Regions from separate parts of the Mus musculus genome. Here region 1 is linked to region 2. The links are chromatin contacts, called in public Hi-C maps. All regions are on one chromosome and are shown on one strand. The core of a region is the stretch at or near the end of the contact, and the rest is flanking DNA. Distances in the headings are between cores, read along the strand shown. Region 1 has its middle 110 kb from the start of Gm35148. Region 2 overlaps Car10 (carbonic anhydrase 10).

The links. A called contact is a pair of places that touch in the nucleus more often than the background predicts.
Region 1: a contact with region 2 is called in a Hi-C map of cerebellum, with 2.7 times the contacts expected there. The contact joins two enhancer-like sites. A contact is called at or near these places in 3 of 484 Hi-C or Micro-C datasets (cerebellar granule neurons and cerebellum).

Annotation. Positions count from the first base shown.
Region 1 is chr11:93,695,222-93,698,177 of GRCm38.p6, reverse strand. No RefSeq gene overlaps it. Among named protein-coding and RNA genes, the nearest start is that of Gm35148, 110 kb to the left of the region's middle. Within about 2 kb of position 1,352, at least 3 of the 459 cell types and tissues checked have an H3K27ac peak or open chromatin away from gene starts, as enhancers often do. A contact at or near this core is called in cerebellar granule neurons and cerebellum, where this site is marked.
Region 2 is chr11:93,489,065-93,492,092 of GRCm38.p6, reverse strand. Car10 (carbonic anhydrase 10) reads right to left here. Exons shown (of 10, transcript NM_001361708.1): 5 at 1,416-1,601. Among named protein-coding and RNA genes, the nearest start is that of Gm24856, 77 kb to the right of the region's middle. Within about 2 kb of position 1,737, at least 4 of the 459 cell types and tissues checked have an H3K27ac peak or open chromatin away from gene starts, as enhancers often do. A contact at or near this core is called in cerebellar granule neurons and cerebellum, where this site is marked.

The sequences.
Region 1 (2,956 bases), core at 103-2,602, 210 kb before region 2:
AGGGATCCCCCTGTGTCTGCCTCCCACTGCTGGGATTATAAATGTATGCCGCCATGCCCTGGTTTGTTTTTACATAAGTTCTGACATTCAACTCAGATCCTTATGAACACTTTATTGACAGAGCTCTTCCCCAGTGCCAAATTCAAGAGGGCTATTTATGACATCAGCTGGCAGCTCTATGTCTGGCTGTCCACTGCATGCCTCCTTCTCCTATACTGAATCCTCATTCCCCTGGTGGCACAAAAGACTGACATAGTCCGGCTCTGATTCTTACTGGGTGAGAGAACTGCACTCTTGAGTACTCTGAACTGGGACAGGATTGTCAAACTGTTCTGGGCACCAGAGACTATGAAAACAAGCCTCTTGCTCCCTGTTCAGGTTGCTGGGGGGTGTTTTGTCTTTGCAGTGACTTTGGGTGGTGATAATGACTTTCACATCTCATTAATACCATAGACTCCCTCTATCTAGCACAGATTTATTATTATAATTAAAATTACTAGACAGAAGCAAAGGAGCCTATGAAGAAGCCATATATATATATATATTTGTTGAAGTAGTACATTTCTATACTTTAAAAAGTCAAGTAGTGCTGGAAGACTTTAAAAAAAAAGCCCAGTCTGCTCTTGCTTCATAGCCATCTTCCATCTCTCCAGAATCACCCTGAGTTTTTAATTGTTTTCTCTTGGTATTTACTTCTGGGCTTCTAAGAAATATGGCTACCAAGCTCTCTCTTCATTGATCATTTTTAGACAGGGAGTATGGAGAGATGATGAGAATTCTAAATCTCTTGTACCCTCCCGATATGGTTCTAGCATTATGTAACTATAGAAAACCCCACGTTTGCTGCTTTTGGCAAACACTCCAGTGTTCTTCATTCTTGCGCTAAGAGTGCGCTGTTTATTTTCTTTTGGAACAAGTTGCCTTTCCTAAGATTAATATTCCCCCCCCCCACTTTATTTTCACTTCATTCATCTTTTGGACAGCTCTTTCCACATCTGGGCACAGCTGTACAACTATTTAGCGGGTGGACAGGGATAAGCAAAGGCTTGCTTGATCATTCACCACTCACTAGCTTAACTCCATGCCCATGAAGATGATCAGGCCCCAGAAGCCTCCCGGGCACTTTCTCATTTTCTCGTTTTCCTTCGCCTCTTCATTCTTCTGCCTCTCCTTCATCACCTCTCATTCCTCATCCATGTTGGCTTGAACACAGGGGCAAAGCTCTGCTCTATGCATTTTGACTTTGATTCATTCAACAGTGTAATAACAGTTTGCCAACTTCTATTAGCACTATCCGTCTGCCACAGTGGTATGGAGGATTTTTTTTTAAAGCCTTGGAGTTCCTAGAGAACCCCTCCTGGGCACTGCCCTTGGTGGACCATCAACCCCAGAGGATCATGGGCAGCAAGATTCCTGTTCTCGCCTTATTTTCCCCTCCCCTTCATCCCTACTCCCCGTGTTATAATTTGGCCTGGCTGCCCTTACAGTACGCGGGGCTCTGGGCTGCCTTGTGATGGGCACCTGTGAGCACCTGTGCTTTCTGGCAAGCATCTCTGTATGAACAGCTTGAGTGTGATCTTTGTGATCGCAGGTTTTGGGCTTTCAAAGTGCATCCTAAATATTTGCTCTCCTTCTTGGTTCACTATATTTTGCCAAACTGGAACCCTACCCTCCTGTCCGTATAACTCTATTTTTTTGAGTCTTTTACTTAATAAAAAAAGCTTGGGTCTCAGCATTCATCATCGTGATTAATGTGATTCCACTAATAACCTTTTTCTACTTGGGAAGACTCCAATTATGGCTGTATTTTGTGTTTGGCCTTGGGCCAGTTTCTAACTCACCTAGGCTGGTTTCCCGATGCCTCTGTGTGAGCATTAACCTCTCCTGTCTCCACGTTCTCCTGCAGACTTCAGGCAGAGCCCATTCTCGGGACCTTCTGCTGACCCATCCTTGGATAAATAAGCCCAGCTGCCTGGGGAGGGAAAGCCTACCTTTCTCTCTTTCTGAATAGTTCAGACGCAAGGCTATTCAAGGATTCTTGATGGTTTCCCCAAAGGTGATATCAAGCCACATTCAGCCTTCATAATTCTTTGGCTCACTCCTCACCCTTATAATTAATAATGGAACCTTGCCAGAAGTACTGATCTTTTAGGATGCTCTTGAAGGAGGAGACTCAAAGGGATCCGCACTGTAAACCCTTCCCAAGCTCTAGGCTCTCTTTGAACACAGTGGAGGAACTGGGATCTTTAGAGAGGTAAGAAGAGAGAAAAGAAAGTGGTTTTCAAGGTCAGACAGCACTGGATATGTGACTCTGAGAAAATTGCTTAGCTTCTCTGGGTCTCAGTTGACTCCTTTGTGAAATGGGAGGATGGTTATCATTAGAGTTGGGATGAGGATTCAAAGGATAAAAGGGATGATGCCTATAATATGACCAGTGGCTCATTTCTACTCCCACAGTAGTTCCATATACTAAACAATACCTAGAGATGCTAAATAGCCCATCTGTATGAGTAGCCCTGTGTTTTGCTTTTACATCAACATATGTTTATTATTATTAATTATTATTATTTTATTTTATTTTTTACTTAAGCAGACTTTAATGAAAGCTGTGCGTGAGATGTCTCTTCTCTGCATCTTCTCGATTGTTTCTTCCTTGTATTTGCCCTTGTCCTTTCCTACTTGTCAGGACTTGGCTTTCCTCTCCAGGATCTTGTGGCCCTTGTTCAGCTTTAGCCTGGTGATGCCCACCTTGCTGGGGTGGATGCCCACATGAACGGTTGTGGTTGTGCCATTAGCCTTCTCTCGCTGGACTCATTCAATGTAGATGATGTATTCCTTCCTGTACACTTAGACTACCTTGCCAATCTACTCACCTTTGTAGTGTCCTTGAACACCCTAAACTTCATTATCCTCCATCATCCTTTCGGATGGGCATAGACTGAACACTATACTTCTG
Region 2 (3,028 bases), core at 488-2,987:
AAAGCAGGGGCTACAAATTAAGATCCTTTGACTCCAAAGCTGATGTGTTAAAATTACTCTTCATAGCTTCTCTCCGCAGCTCAGTTCAAAGGGTACCTTCTGCGTGAAGCATCTCATGACCCCTTCAAGTAAAATGTGCCCTGTCTTTTTTTTTTTTTTTTTTTTTTTTGAGGCTGCCAGGGCCTTTGTACATCTCTATTTCAGCATGCCATTATACTTCAATGATTTGAATATAGTTCCTTTTGAACTTCTCTGGGGCAAGAACTCTTTTCTTCCTTTTTCATTTTTAAATCCTTGTATTCCTAGTAATGAGTTGAGTCCCTAAGCTGACTCACAGTCAATGTATTTTGGATGCACATAAAAATCTAAGAGATTTCTTAAACTTGTGGCCTATTTGATGGCACATGACCTTACTGCATAAAAAAAAAAAATTCTAGGTTTAGCCATGACCTTAAGTAGCAAAATAAACAGACCATATATATTCTACACTTTTGAAATTTTCAAGTCCTTTTGACATCAGTTATTGAGGACTCTTACTAGGAGTTGCTGGTTACTTAATATATGAGGACCCTGCTCGCTCCTTAAGTTATAATTGTCCATGCATATAAAGAGTGAACTAGGTCAAGTGTCACCTCACAGATGAAATCTGGTTAAACCTTATCTCTTATCTCATCTGAAATGGTGGTTAGCTGCATTGTTTTGATTTAATTTTTTGGTCTGGGCTGATGGTGGCCCATGCTCACACTCATCATCAATGGTGTGACACAGTGGAATTTCCCATTCTGTAGACAGTCAGGCAAACTCTTCAGTTCCTTGACATTGATTTCACAGTACATTATATATTTAGGCAGATAAGACCCACTTTACCAGAAGGGAAGCTAAGCTGTCATATGGGATGCAAGACAAGGTGATTCTCAGAGAGCTAGAAGAAAAGAGGTACAGAAAAGATGAGGTTGGTTTATGCTCTAGGAGAGTGATTTCTCAACCTGTGGAACATGACCTCCAGGGATCAAATACCAGATATCCTGCATATCATATATTTACATTACAATTCATAATACTAGCAAAATTACAGTTATAAAGTAGCAACAAAATAATTTTATTATTCGGGGTCACCACAACATGAGGAATTGTATTAAAGGGTCACAGCATTGGAAAGGTTGGGGACCACTGCTCTAGGACATGCCAGGGTATGAGTCCCAAGACACCTATGCTAGTGTTTCAGAAGGAAATATTGTTTCACTGTAGCCTCTTCTGGGAAACCAAAAACCATAGCAAAAGGCACACAAAGAAAGGAGGCACAGATTTTCTTTCTCAGGTTCAAGGGAGCCTTCCCATCTGTTATTTCACTGTTATGTAGGCGTGGAATCCTACAAGTTGGCCCTATGCCTTAGCACTTTGGCAGGTGCACATACCTCCCCGGAGAAGGCCTGTCCATTGAGGAGGTGCTCAGACCCTTGGCTGTCCTCACTCCCAAAGTGTAGCCGGATTTCTTCCAGGCGGTGACTGTATGTCATGGGCCCTCCTGAAATATTGACCAAGTGCTCTTTGTCCAGGCGGAGGGAGACATGCCTTCCAGTGTTGTACATGGTCCCACTGACCTACAAGGCAACGGGAAACAGGTTAGACAAGCGCTTCTATTTCTTCCCACACCGAGAAAGGAGTATGGCTGACCCATTTACATCTTCTGCTGATGACACACCAGGCTAAATCTGTGTGCAGAAGGACGTTTTCCTTCCATGCCTGCCTTCTAAGGTACTTCTGATGAGTCATAAGTCACATATATCATTCAGGAACTCGAAGGGAGGGACTCAAGAGATTTTTTTTACCAGCCGTGACAACTATTTTGTAGATTGCACCTTATAAAATTTAGCTTGTCTTTCTCATCATAGTTTTTTAGAAGGCAGAGATGGTATAAAAGCTAAAAAGCACCATCTCAGGTGTAAGAAACCAGAGAATGCCATGAGGGGAGTTTAAGGGAACCACATGAGAGATGAGAGAGCCCCTGTAGGTGACCAGGGGTAAACCCCAGTGGGAGACTGCTGAACTGTCAAGTCCCAGGCACTCAGTCCAGAAAGGTTTTGGTTAGGTCCCTCTCCAGTCTCAGTGGCAGATATCATGCAGAGAGTTCAGGTCATCACTCAGAGAACATAGCCTCAGGGCTAATCTGAAGGGAGTCACATGGGACCCCACATCTCACATTCAGAATATTTCTCACTCAGTCCCATCTCACTTTAGTTCCGCCCACTACCAAGCCTTCTGTTTCTTCTTTTCCCTTCTTTTTATTTTTCTCTTTGGACTCCATGCTCAGCTTCATTTCCTTGTTCTCCACTGCTTGGCAAGTTCAGAGCTCTGCACCTTCAGTGGACATCTGTCACAAGTTCAGACAGCCTTGTTATCATTGAGATCCCCCACATTTCAAGAAACCCATTCATCAGAGTTATCTAATGTGTCCAAAGAAAAGCATTGCATATTTGAACAATACTTCCACCAAAGCCCATATCCCATGATCATCTGCATTTCTTCCAGTGTTTCAAAAACACACGGATGCAAAGCAAAGTTGGTATATGTTATATATTCCCCCAGCTGCTTGCGCATTGGGAGCTTATATAAGCAAGGATGAGTTCTGTGAAGACAAAGACCATGCAATCTCCTTGTGGGATCCCAAGCTCCTAGCACAGCCAGTAATAAGTGACCCTTTCTGAACATGAATGAATAGATTGCTAATGAATGGAGTCTTTGATGTCAAAACATTCCCAATTCACTTCTTGTCAGCGATGTAACTTTGGAAGACTTATTTACTGTCATAAAGTGGAAGTTCCGTAAATATACAATAGACATAACATAAATTCCCTCCTGGGAACAAGAGTTGGGAAACACAACAAAACTATAAGCCATCTTCAAAACAGTCAAGTGACAGACCTCACTCCTACTTAGTCGTCACTTTAGATATATCCCATTTATATGAGGTTTCAAAAGCAGAATAAATTGTAGAGGCAGCAAATAGACTAGAGATTGCAGAGGTTAG